2 separate regions of the Gasterosteus aculeatus genome follow, and region 2 is linked to region 1. The links are chromatin contacts, called in public Hi-C maps. All regions are on one chromosome and are shown on one strand. Each heading gives the region's core, a stretch centred on a gene start, on an enhancer-like site or on the middle of the called end of the contact. The rest is flanking DNA. Distances are from core to core; before and after follow the strand shown. Region 1 has its middle 5.9 kb from the start of svbp. Region 2 overlaps wnt4 (wingless-type MMTV integration site family, member 4).

Region 1 (6,881 bases), core at 1,518-4,017:
GCAATGGGACGATGCTTCAGAGCCGTCACACAGCATATACTTCCTCTGACCCGGTGGATGATTTGTTACACCAAAAAACGAGGAAGCTTTAAATGAATAAATAAATGAAAGAACTGCATTGCATTATTAATGATTTTGTAGTGGTCTCACTTAATGCCATTTGAACTTTGGCTGATCCAATTCAGTCCGGATGGATTCTAGCTAAAAAAGCAGCTGAACAGGTATTTTGCTGGCATTCTTGTTCCATTGCTCGCCATAATCCCGGTGCCGCTAAACACTGGCGCTTTTGCCGCACATGTACACACACACACACACACAATAATGTTTTGACGGCAGAATCTGTTTGACAAGAATGATTTTTGGCGACTTCTTGCTAAATCTTGGTCCAATATTTGTACTGATTTTGCGGCAACATGGAGGACGTGGGTGCGAGAATTCAGAATGAATGCCGGTACACAAAGACGTTAATCGATTAACAAAAAGGGGCCTTTGATGAGTAACTTTTGGAAAATGGGAGTGGGGTCAAACGCAACATTCTCCTCCACTGGGCATCTGATCCGCGGCCCGTTTGAGTTGCGTGGTGGGTCAGTGGGTTGGTAGCGTTGGCGTGACCCACATGTCCCGATTAACCGTGTCTGGGTAATGAGTGGATTAAGAACTTGCAGGACAACTAAAAACACGCAGGCTGGAGGGTTTATTAGACCTACCAGAAAGTGAGTGGCAGCTCTCACAAAATGGGTTAATCCTTCCCTCTCATCGTGAGTTCCAGAGCAACATACATCGCATGGAAAAGTGAACAACCTGAGTCCAAGAGAACAGCGAATACACACACACTGCATTTAGATCTAGACATCAGCAAATTACCCCCAAAAAGGGCAGAAAAAGGGACCACTGATGCGTTTGCCTCTGTGTTATTTACCACAGCAAGACTGCTGTGTTTCGCTCCTTATAAACCTCCTTGTCTAACTCCAACCTCCTCCCTCTCTCGCAGACTCACAAGTACACAGACACACACAGAGGAGGGCCTGTAGCGTCCTCCTCAATTAGGAGTGTTTAGCTTTAACAGTGCGCCGGCGCTGACTAAGCCACGGCTCCCCTGAGGCCGAGCCGCCAAATCTCCCCGAGTCAACACGCGCGTGCATACGGTACCTCCAGCGCCCTGACAATCAGACGCACACGTACTCAAACATCACCGTGCACACAATTTGCAGCCGACTGTACTGCAATCAGTCCGTTAATTTGACAGTTCGAGTCAAACAGCGTCCTCTCTGGAGGTCCGCCTCCACGCGCAAACACACACACACACACACAGCTCGTCATCAGCCTCAACAGTCTGAGATGTGGTTCCATGCAGAATTAGTGTGTGTGTGTGTACAGGTGGTATACACTATACTCATTCATGCAGAGACACCTGGTTGTCTTGGAGTGCGTGTGTTTTGACAGCTGGACCTAACCAGGGTGCGCCGTGTCCTCAGACGTCCCACAGAAACCTTAACCCTGTGACCTGGCACCTCCCCAGTCGCCACCGATCACACACCTGAAGCGCAGCATTCCCTGACAGTCCCATTTAGGAAACCCTGTTATTCAAAGGTAACCGCTGCTCAATAGCTGGAGACGAGAACACTCGTTGGCCACGACCAGCCGTTCACTATAAAGAAGAGATGCAAATACTGCAGATATCGTATCGATATTTTTACGTTATCTCTGCATAACATTCTCAAGTCCATTCACAGAGATGGTCAAAGGTCAGGGTTGTCAAGTGTGTCTTTTGGTCACATCATTTTTAGGGAATTTCTTCAAATTCTGTACAAATGTCCACTCCAGGGTTCACGGAGGAGTTTGATTTGTATAAACTGACCATTGGCGTAAAGTATAGAGAACAAACGGGAGGAAAAACCCTATTAGGTCAATTTGAAAGGCCGACTTTGTTGTGTCTCATGAAGCCAACAGCTTTTGTTTAACAGATCTCTGAGTAAACTTCAGGGAGAGATACGGTTCAATCATTCTTTTTCACACACTTGATATTGTTACATGATTCATATTGATGTCAAGTTGTAAACGTTCCCTTGTGCCATTTTTGCAATAATGTGATTTTTTCGCCAACAGAGCTTTTTTTTTTTTTAAGGCTTTAACGTTGCATAAGGGATCCCCATTTTCCAAAGAAAAGACTGACTGTTGGTTATAATCCAACATCGTCCTGTAACATTTTGACCACAGGGCTGCAGTGTGCCTGGACCCTGTGGGGAAAACACTCCGCTCTGGAGAATGTTCTCTGAATCGGGTGTGTGTTCAGTCATGCTGGGTGTGTGTGTGTGTGTGTGTGTGCAAGGGGGACCATGGACTTTCTAACCTATGCACAATAGTAGCTATAGCCGCTGCAGGGCAAAGCCACATCTGTCTGTCCGTGTGCGTTTGCGCGTGTGTTGCGCTGAGTGCATGCGTGTGCGTGCTGCCGGATCCGAAGAATGCTCGTATTGTGTCACGTGTTTATGACATTCCTGATGTGTGTAGGGAGAAAAGGCCGGGAAACCGAAACCTGACGGGGGCTGTTTGCTGCCCGTCCGCAGACTGTACCAGACAGAAAATTGGGAGGGCTGGAGTCCAAATTACACTTGGCGAGAAAGGAGAACGCTGCGTTTGTTTCCTGTTCACGTGTGTGAGTGTTTGTGTGTTTGCAGTGTGTTCTGGAGTGCGATAGCTATGTGAGATGTGTGTTTTCCCAGTTCCATCCTTCGGTGTTCAGCACAGAAAACACTACGCGTGTGTGTGTGTGTGTGTGTGTGTGTGTGTATCCATGGCCGATATCTATGACGAGCGGTGCATCTCTTATTAGAATAACCCACACATGGACGCTGCTATAATTTGCCGTAGTATTTGCAGTAGGAATCAGGGGGCGGAGCCACGGCATTGAGGTCTCGCCGTCACACCAGCTCGAGCCAAACGACGGGCGCAGCTGCTGTTTAGCTCGAGTAAGCACATTCGTTCATTGACGCCCGAAAAAGAGCCGCCGGAACCACCTGAACAGCTGTTCAGCGCTTGCAGTTCACCGCTGGCTTTCCATGAGCCACTGTTACTACACTAATGTGTAGAACTGCCTGAATCGTGGTGCTGCTCAGTGGCGGACTGCATGAAGCTGCCCGGACCACGAAGCGCCAGAGGGATCCAGCTGGGAATTGGAAAAGTTTGGGTGGGAAATAAACACCTGGGGGTTGTCCACGGCAACGCGGCGGTTTGCGGTGTGTGGGAACACGAGGCCTCGGGCCTCTTTCAAGCAGACTTCAGCTGCTTTTTGGTGTGACAGCAAACAATCCACTCACACGTCACTTTGTGCGAATCGTGTGATTTAAAAAAAAAAGCTAAATCCACCTGCTGATTGTGGACTGTGGTTCTGTGCAGCATAATATTTATGGCAATCACGCGGTAACCGTGGTAACACACATTGTGCATTAAGTCAGTCACAAAAAGAGGCCGTGCAGACAGTAAGAAACAGGGTTTGAACGCATCAGTGTTTGCTAACGGACACAAAAGTACCTCTTATTAGCGTTTGGTAACAAAGGCCTTGTCAGCAGAGACAGACTACCTGAAGGGGGGGTAAAGTATTATATTCCGGTACACGTTTTCACCATCATCATACATTCTGTCTGGCAAGCCGTGGGGCAGAGGGGGGGGGTTGGGGGGTCCACGCCTGGAAAAAGTAAACACAGTGGTGTGTTCAGCTGATCGCCGGCGTTTAGGGGCTTTGCTAAGTGGCACCTGGTCACTGCCAAAACAAACAGAACCGCGTGTGTGCGTGCGCGTGTGTGTGTGTGTGTGTGTGTGTGTGTGTGTGTGTGTGTGTGTGTGTGTGTGTGTGTGCGTGTCCGAATGTGTGAGAGAAACACGTGTGTCTCGGCGCACACGCGTGGGCCAGCGCGTTGCTGCTAAGTGCCGCCGTGTGTCGGCCAACACAAACAGGCTTAATGAGAAGCAGCTCTTGGGACAGAGAGCGACAAAGTGGGTGTGAGCGAGCGAGCGAGCGAGAGAGAAAGATGGAAACCCGGCCGGGCCGAGCAGCACACTGACCCCGCTGTCCCTCTCACGCCGACTCGGGGGACGCACACTGCTCCCCTCTGTCCTCGTCCCGTAGCCCGTGAGCATCGCCTTCGTCAGCCTCCACCCGCTGCTTTCCCGTCCCCCGACGCTCGCCCTGATGATACGATGACACGTGTGCACCGATGGAGTCGAGGCTCCACGCGTGTGACTTGGTTTGCCTCCTCTCATCCGGTGGCCCCCCCCGCTGTGAAGGGACCCGAGCTCGGAACTGTGGCGACGACTTAACCTCCGTCTCCAGCTGCTACAATCCAACATTAACACACTCAGCCACAACTATTATAATATATATATAATATTGCTGAGCAGTGAGACGGCAGAAGGATGCACATTTTGCTGGTTATCAACTATTTTGTTGAGACAAAAGCGTTGGTCTAAAAGCCTTGGTGGTGACCACTGGTACCCACTGTCCCCTCCATGGGTGGATGGGGGGCCGATGGAACCACAGTCACCCACATGACTGGTGGCTCCAAAATGAGCTCATCCAGACTCCCTGATTACACTTCCCCTCACCTGCTCAGGCCACCATCGCCCTGCGCTATATGGCCCGGTCCGGTTTCAGAGATTTTGCCTTTGTGCAGTCATCCATCCTCCCGATTCACACGCTAGTCACAGCTACAGGAGCAATAGTGGGGTTAAGGGTGCAGTAATCTATCAAGGGTCACCTCACGGCAGGGTGCCATCGTGACACACGTTTAAACATCGTGCCGCAATTTCCCTGCTGCTCTTTGGCCCTCGGTCTGTCGTTCCAGTCTTTGTTCATGTGGTTCTCGCTCACATAATGCCGTCATTCCAGACTCCGTCGTGCTACATCTACCCACCCAAGTCCTTTCTTCTGCAATTACGTAGCTCATGGTTTTTGGTTTTGTCTTCCGGATCATTTTTTTTTCTCGTATGAAGAACACGATGAGTAGAACAAGAGGGTTCCATAATAGAGAGTTTATATCCCTTTTTTTCCATCGGAAAATTGGAGAGCATTTTAAACAAACAGAGGATCCGGATGCTGAGAGGGGGGGGGGGGGGATACAGATGTTTTTGGATCAGCGATCGACACAAGTTGTTTGCGAGGAGTCGCTGTTAGCTCTGAGACAGAGGACTCAATGTTTAAAAGTACCGAGGCTGACTGCTCACAGGAGAAGCTAAAATCTCAAAAACATCTAAATCATCATTATATTCATGGCCACTAAATGATACATAAAGATCATTTGTAGAGTCTGAATTTCAAATATATGAATGATATCAACTCAAACAGTTGCTCCACGGTGCCATAACCCCACTATGGATGAATCCATGAATCATTTGTTTGGTTTGAAGACTCGACCCCTGTTCACCATTAGGGACATCTAGTCTGTCTGTTTGTTTAGTGTACAGGAAATTCATATATTTTTCTTCATAAAAACAATATTTAAAGTGTTACAACCCTCAAGATGAATGAATCAAGAAAGGAGTTATTGTTCAGTTTTATGGCAGTGTTAGATTTTTGTTCTCTAAGGAGTGTTAATTCTCTAAAATGATTGGCTCATCTGAGTGAACAGAAACAGATCAGTCTCACAAAGATACATTTTGAACATTTGATCATTAGGCCTAAGAAATGACTGAAATCATAGAGTTCACAGTCGATTTTATTTCAGGAGGCAGAACGGAACAAGTTGCGGCTCAAATTCTATCCTTGTAAAATGTGTAGATGGACTGGACCTGAAGGACGTCTGACTCCACATTAGGCTTCATCTCACAGTCCGTTAAGGAGACTTAACTCAGGAGACGTTACATTACGTGTCAGGATACAAACTCAAAAGAACAAGAAACAGGAAAGTGCAATTTCATCGAATGAGCCCATTTACAACTCGTCATTACAAGTTCACTAAAAGTGCTACAATGACGTGAATAAAATAACTTGGGTATTTTCTCTCAGGAATTCTCACACCATTAACGTCCTCTTTTACGCGGAACAGATTCTGCCGAGGCGACCCTGAGCAAGGCACTGCTCTCCGCTGCTCATTTAACGTTACGACAACACAAACTCACACAACATTTCCTGCCATCAAAGAAAAACTCAAATACAAGCCGACGGGGGGGTGTGTGCGTTTCGTCACGTTTGTGTGTCAGTGTGTCAGTGTGCATCACACACAGTGACCCACAGTGACCCACAGTGACCCCAGGTCATATCCCGCCCCGTATCTTTCACTCTATTTTATTTTCTTCTTTTGCTGTTTGCTTTGGCTGCTGCGCGTCTATTGGGTTTCAGGCGTGAGGCGACTGAGTGTGCGAGCGCGTTGGCAAAAGCCTTTTGTGTATCCGTGTACAGTAAGCGCATGTGTGTGCGTGCGTGTGTGTGCATGAGTGCGTCCACTTATTTTAGAACCAGTCAGCGGAGTTGTTTATTTTTAGTTCTGAAAGACTGTATGTGTGTGTGTGTGTGTGTGTGTGTTTGTATGTACATGTCCATGGGGATTTGTACACACCGGGCCTACGTGTGTGTGTGTGTGTGCGTGTGTGTCTCTTGGCAGTGGAGGGGCGAGCGAGGGTTAGGAGGTTGTGGTCACCTTGTGTGTTCAGGGTCGCTGGTGTGAAAGAGCAGTCAGAGCTGCGCTTCCCCCCGGAGAGAGAGTTTAATTTAGAGGAACAAGGCCCCTAACACACACTCGGGCCGCTGCCGCCCCCCCGACCCCCCCCGACCCTCTCTGCCACTCTATAAACCTTTAGCCGTCCCTCCATCTACTCTTCCCTCACTTCTTAACCTTTGCTTCTCTGTTGCTCTTCTGTCTGCCACTGATTCCCCTCCCAAACAAGCC
Region 2 (6,881 bases), core at 2,622-5,121, 84 kb before region 1:
AAAGAGATAATTCCAAACAGAGGAGCCGTTTATGACGCAGGGTGTTATCTGGAGACAGGAAATAAAGGCCGAATACCCCACGAAACTCCCGTTCGGATTACTGCGTTTTTATGAAAATCGGAGAGATGAAAAGAAGGAACGCACGTGGAACGTAATCCTAAGCCGGGCATTTAGTGAGGGGGGAACTCGTTGGAATGATTTGGATTTGGAGTTTGTGCCTTTTCAGGAGTCTTGTGTTTTTCTTTGTCCTCCGTTTTTTTTTTATTCTCAGAATTGTGTGCATGCTGCCATTTTTATTGTGTGTGTGCGCAATAAAGTAAGACTGCGTTCTCGTCAAGGCCCGTCAAAAAAAGTTGGGTCTATTCTTTTCTGGCAACTTGCGAACCGCATGTTTCACAATTTTATTTTCATAAACTAAATAACAAAGAAATGAATCCCGACTAAAAATGCTGACGGGTTAAGCTGCAGCTGCAGCGTTACTTTATTGTTCAACATGGAAAACCGAAGAGAAGTCCGTCAAAGACTTAGGAGGTCTGGAGTTGTCCTCCTCGTGCAGATTAGCGGGTCCCTGTCACCTTTTCCACTCTCCTCATTCAACGTTGAATATAAAGCGCCAGACAAAATATCCTTAACAAGTCGCCCTGTGAAGCTTAAACGAAGGCCTAAAGGAGAGAGATTAGGGACAGTGGAGAAGAGAGAAATGCAGCGTGGGAGGGGTCGGGGGGTCGGGTGGGGGCTTAGTGGATGTGCAGCCTGCACACATCTGCACGACAGTAATGTGCTTCAGTGAGATCCATCTCTCCTTAATGTGTATTTATATGAAAATACCCGCATGTTTGCCTTTCCAGCGCCGAGCACACAGCGGAGGTACACAGGTAAATATAGCGTGGATGGGAAACGCAAGCAGCAGCGAGCCTGAGAAGCGCTGCGCGCGGACCTGCTACACTCCCTCCCTCCACGCAAAGTCAAGTGCAAAAAGGCCTTTTGCTTAGAGCGTCCGGCGGGCAGCGGCGATTCGAACCGCTCGCACGAAGACGAGACCTGAGACCACCGACCGGATGTAAAGCCCACAGTGAGCTGCAGAGGGCAATATCCTCTCAGTTTAACTAACGCTTTACCGCACGGGACGGCACCGCCGAACCCGCTTGTGTCTCCGCTCTCCTCGGTTGAGGGCTCGATGCGTCGGTTGTGTAACAGAAATACAGAAAAGAAAGTCTCCTCTTTTCTAGTTCGAGCAGCTTCTGAAGGAATGTTTCATGGTGACAGATATTTTATAGACATGTGGATCTTAACAACAGATCAGCACGTGAAACATCTGAGTAACGTCAGCAAATACACACAGAGATCTTATATTGTTATCTTATAACAATATGTCACCACTGAGGGATTTTTGTGACAATTTAGGACCCACGTTGGCCTTATTTTGTCCTTCGAGTCTGTCTTAATCTGAGATGTGCTGTGCACTAACATGACCCCATGACCCCGGACAAGAACATCCCGTATCTCTCTAGTGCTGAGAGAACGCTGCAGTCCGGCCTCAATAAACGTCCACAAAAAGGACTTTTTTTGTCCACTGACCGAATATAAATGTCCGACATGTCCAACATTACGGAAAGAAGCAGCCACGATGGTGATAATCTTCTAGACAGCAGCGAGCTACAATTTCTCTACTCCGACAAAAACCAACCCAGACAACACCTGCGCTGCTCTCTCTCTCGTTTCAGTCAACTGTCACTGGGGCAGTTTCTAACATCATTGCCCCTATTGGTCACTTCAAACACACACCGTTTCCCTGTAACATCTGGATTACATCTGGATTACATAGTGTCCCGCACAGTCCACACACACTTTCAATTCAAACGGTCTGTTTGAATTTTGCGGAACACGGTTTTCATGTGAATGATCACCTTCTGAAAGCGTGCCGTTGATTTAATATCAGAATAGAACGGGGAATTATTGTGATTTAGTCAAACATAGTGACGATGAAAGGAGCATTTCAATTTCTGACACAAACATTGAAGTAATATGCAATAAATAGAACAGTAATATAAAATCTGTGATTCTTTCTCATGAGTCAATTCAAAAATAACCCCACTGAGATGATGATGCCGAGCCGCGTTGGTGACAGTGGGTCCGGTTTGTTGTAGGAACGATTACGTGGATCTAAATTTGACTCACTATGCTTAAAATAGCTTTTGCTCTTATGTATTCAGTGACAAATGACATTAATGTGGGGACGGTGGAAAAAGGTCAAAGGGAATCCTTTAAAGTACAGGAGAGAAAAAATAGAAGCAAAGCGTGGAGACAGTGAAGCAAAAGAGGGGAAAGAGATGAGAGTGAATGCGTCTGATGAGTCAAGTGTGTGTGTGTGTGTGTGTGTGTGTGTGTGTGTGTCTGGGTGTATTTATATGCTGCTGGCTCCACTAGAGCTCATTTCCCCCTTAAAATAACATGCTCTGCTAACACGCCAACACCACACACACACACACACACAATAACACACTTTCACAGAGCGATATAAGCCATGAAATCGACCACCTGCCTGGGGGTTAGCGGTGTGGCCCCTAAAGGCCGGGAATCAAGTAGTGTGTGTGTGTGTCTGTGTGTGTCATGATAAAGTACTAAAGGCATCGCCCTCTTGGACTGTGATTGTCCGCCGTGCTTTGCATTGTCTTGGTTCTGCCTTTGATGGTCCGTCAGGCGACCGATGTTGGAGGTGTGTATAGGACCAGTTCTTTAGCCGATCCCGGTGCCGAGCGACGTATGAGTGTTCAGTTGAAGGCTTCATCATCAACATTGCTGAAGGGGGTACAAAAAGTGGCCCCCCACACAGTGCTGCAGGGGCTACACGCAGTACATGCAGCACAAAAAGTCCTTCTATCTTGGACTGTTGCAGAAAATAAGCTCTTTGGCAATTATACAATACTTGCGTGTTTAATCTTCACATTAATATGAGTTTTGAAGGGTAAATGCAGGAGACACAAAGTGCTGATGAACTCGACCTTGGTCACATGATTTCCACTAAGCTTCAAACTGCTCAGTTCAGAGTTTCTCTTTCCGAAAGGGGGAGTTTGACTCCAGCGATGGCACAGAAGCTTCAGAATTCACGGGAGGGGGGGGGGGGTAATAAATAACGTGCCGACCTTTTGAGCTCGTGTAATGTCATCAATGTCATTTCAAGAAGCTAACCGAAGACATATTGACAAAAACCCGTTGACCACGAGGAGGCGGAACCAAAGTGCAAACTCGCTCCCTGCAGCGCCGCGTTTGCAGGGTTGAATCTTCTCAACGTATTTGTTCTCATGAAGAGCTTCTTTCAAGACTTTATGAGAAGCCGGGACATGTTTGCTTCTAGTGAAAAGGTATGCACCTTGTCATTTTACCAATATTTACAAAAGATTAAGAATCCACAGCGGCGGTAACCTTAGCTTTCAGCTAAATGATGACCTCGACTTGCCAACGTGCCATAGTGAACGTCTGGTAGTGGTCCCATGACCTCTTGGAAACAAATGACATTTTGGTCCATTTGTAGTAATTAGGGTCTATTTCATGACTAAAGATGATTTGATATTTTTCATGAGAGGTAACACGTTCGAGATCTTTGGATTATTTGACAATTTGAAATAAATAATAGAGAAGCGGAGTTAACAGGAAGGCTTGTCGGTAACACATGACCTGTGCTTTGCTCTTCCATACTGTCGATTTGTTGAGTGAATAAAAATGTAATGACATCGTGAACCTAGAAGAAATATTACTGCATAATGGAGGCGTTTGTGGTTGCTCTTTATTTCCTCATTCAGCTTGAATAGATAAGGAGATAAGCTCGCTGGGGAAAATGGAATCATTCATGTGCAACAGGCAGGCCTGGACATGCAGCAGTCCTGCTAACTATTTACACGGTTCACACACATGTATAAACTGTGTTTTGTTCACGAGTGTGTGTGTGTACAAAGAAGCCCCTTTGTGCGTGAGGTTAGAATATTCAGCGTGGTTCTCACCTGTCACTATTGAACTATCAACTTTCTGCTTCACTTAGTTTTAAATGAAGAGGAAATGTGTATGGAGTCAGTAACTTAAAGGGGTTTATAAAAAAGGAACCAATTCAAACCCTAAATGTTAGCCTCAATATCCTGAAAGGCCTCCTGCAGGATCTCAACACTGCTGCTCCATTTGTTATCATATATTTGTTCATTTAGGCAAATTGGTCTGACTAATCTTTTGCAGAATCAGCTGTTACTAGTTGTGGTTGGTGCTGACATGCAGGTCATCTTTTCGATTCATGGAATCATAGAAAAACAAATTTCATTGTGTTGCGCCTGACGAAAACGGGAAATCTATGCTTTCCTAGTTTGCAACGTCAGCTGGATCACTCTGATATTGAAAAAAACACAATGATTCACAGGCATGTTCCGGAGTTACAATTTTAACTCCGCTGGCCTGTCTGTCAAAGACGGAAATCTCCTCGGGCCACTTTGAGGGAAAGTTTGATTTCACAACATCAAGCTTTTAGAGTCACAGCTGCTGTTGGAGCTGTTGACCCTGTTGGTGGTCAACTATTATAAAACTACCATACTACAAATACTAATACTATACTACTGACCCCCAGCATGCACCTGTCCCGTTCACCTCAGCAGCACCTTTGCCTCACCCCTGTCCCTCAAGTCTCTCGGGCCTCGCGGCTTCAAAAGCCTCTGGACCACAGTGACTGTACACGATCGATCGACGCGTCAAAGACAACCTGCAGCCTACGTTCAAGAAACGCCATCAGCTGTTCACGTCCATTGTTGCCCTTCAAACATGGCCGCCCGTCGTCTTCCGTGGGGTTTCCTCGTCACCCCCTCTGCCGTGAGCCACCCCTGTACACGCACCGGTGACGAGAGTGCTCCAAATAACATGCTGCAGGTTCATCGTATTCATGTGTGCGTCTGTCTGTGTGCGTGTGTGTGTAAAGAAGTGTTAGGCGCCAGTAAGCACCGCAATGCCAAGGTCTCTGCTTTCTCTGGTTACCCATCAGCTGCCATCTCTTTAGCACCTCACCATGGTTGTTCATCACACGTGCATGCATGTTCACACACCGAAAAAAAGGCCGGTGTGTGTGTGTGTGTGTGTGTGCTACAAGTACGAAGAAATGTCATGTATGTAGCGCCGCGATGCGACGGCGGGGTATTTGGTGGTTTAGTGTTGTGTTTTTTCATCCACATGCGCTCGCCGCTGTTCTGTCGTGTCTCCTGCGTCGCGTCGACGGCGGCGAGCGGGGCGTCCAAACTTGAACCCACTGTTCCCTCCCCAAAGTGAAGTGTTTAAAAAGCAAACACTCGTCCCTTTCGAGGCTTTAAAGGGGATGTCCTCTGCTGAGCAAATAAACGAGGATTCTAATCCTTTTCTCCAGAGCAGATTCGTGACGGTTTAAACCGAACAAATAAACGAAGCCGTGCGAAGGCCCGCTCTCCCTTTTTGTCTCATCTTCACACAGATGCCAGATGTAATCCTTCTTTCGCCACAACAGCGGTGAGATGGATTACTCACAGCCGCAATGGTTGCTTTTGCTTTAAGTTACAATGGGGGACCGACAACTGCTGATGGAGGAAAGCGAATAATGTCTTTATTTGACCTTTTTAAGCAAACGAGAGCATCAGTGAGAATATTGTCTCCTTTCTACAGTTGACTTATTCTTGATGCCTGCGTCGTGTCCGACTGCACGGCGAAATCAGATGGAACGATTCATAAACTTCCTTTAGCTCCGATTCTAGAGGTAAAATCAAGTCGATCCTATAGGGCAGAATAAAGCTGCTAATGGCCACATGACAACAGTTAGCAGGCAGCCTTTTTGTGTAGGCAGCAGGCGTCGCCTCCATCTGCACGCTCCCACTGGGTTGGGCGACGTAGCACAAAAGCCTTGCAGGAATCTCTTTGCTGTGAAGTGACTGAAAGGGTTAAAACCACCGGATCACTTCCTGCCAAGACGAAAGTGACGTCCTCTTGCTTGTTAATTTGGTTTCTCAATAACCAAAAGATTACGAGATTTGATTTGATTTCAAAACCGATGCCCCCCCCCCCACACACACACACACGCACACACAAACACACACAACTGTCCTTCTCTTCAGCTGTGCATGCGTCCATGTGGGAGTTGCAGTGTGCGTTGTGTTGCAATTGCAGCCATTGTGGTAATTACTGAGTGTGTGCTACTGTTGGGGAATACGCCAGTTTACACGCTCAACACACACACGCACACACAGGCACACAAACACACACACTGTAGCCCTGGGGCAGCGCACAGGTGTAGCAGAACCAGTCCGAGCAGGGTGAGAGGAAGAGGAGGAGGGTGATGACGGAGAAACTAATGAAAAGTAGCGCTGAAATCCCCATTCGGGCAGCGGGACGCTACACGTGACGCAGCAGCCGCTCAGATTTGGCACCGTGATGCCCGACGGGCTGCAGGTCAACGGACGGGCTGTGGTTCAGTGTGACGTCAGAGCGGCTGAGAGGTGTTAGGAACATTAGAGCTGCTCTGAATCGTGGTCGTAGGAAGACACGTTTGATGTGGGAAACAATAATAACTTGGAAGCAGAGAGGGAGGGGGGGGGCAGGTCACATGCACATAAAGAACTGCTTGTAGTTCTATATCTCAGTGGGGATTTGACGTCTTTAAACAACCTGTCTTATTTTTTCCCCACAGGGCTGCAACGAACTGATGATGTTTCAAGGTTAATTAATGCATTAACTAATTGAATAACCAACATAGGAGCTAAACCAAAGGCAACATACTGCTCATCTGACCAAAAAAAGGTATTTCATTTATAGAAGAAGAAAGTTTGGCCCTAAAACAAGTCAGCCAAACTGCTAACTTAACACTTTCTCATCCATGTTTTTTGGGGGGG

What was found. A called contact is a pair of places that touch in the nucleus more often than the background predicts.
Region 2: a Hi-C map of skeletal muscle shows a contact between it and region 1, with 2.4 times the contacts expected there. The contact joins two enhancer-like sites. A contact is called at or near these places in 2 of 6 Hi-C or Micro-C datasets (skeletal muscle and tail fin).

The regions. Positions count from the first base shown.
Region 1 is chr17:18,056,712-18,063,592 of fGasAcu3.hap1.1, reverse strand. No RefSeq gene overlaps it. Among protein-coding and RNA genes, the nearest start is that of svbp, 5.9 kb to the right of the region's middle. Within about 2 kb of position 2,767, at least 2 of the 9 cell types and tissues checked have open chromatin away from gene starts, as enhancers often do.
Region 2 is chr17:18,141,806-18,148,686 of fGasAcu3.hap1.1, reverse strand. The region is part of intron 1 of wnt4 (wingless-type MMTV integration site family, member 4); the gene reads right to left. Among protein-coding and RNA genes, the nearest start is that of wnt4, 7.1 kb to the right of the region's middle. Within about 2 kb of position 3,871, at least 1 of the 9 cell types and tissues checked has open chromatin away from gene starts, as enhancers often do.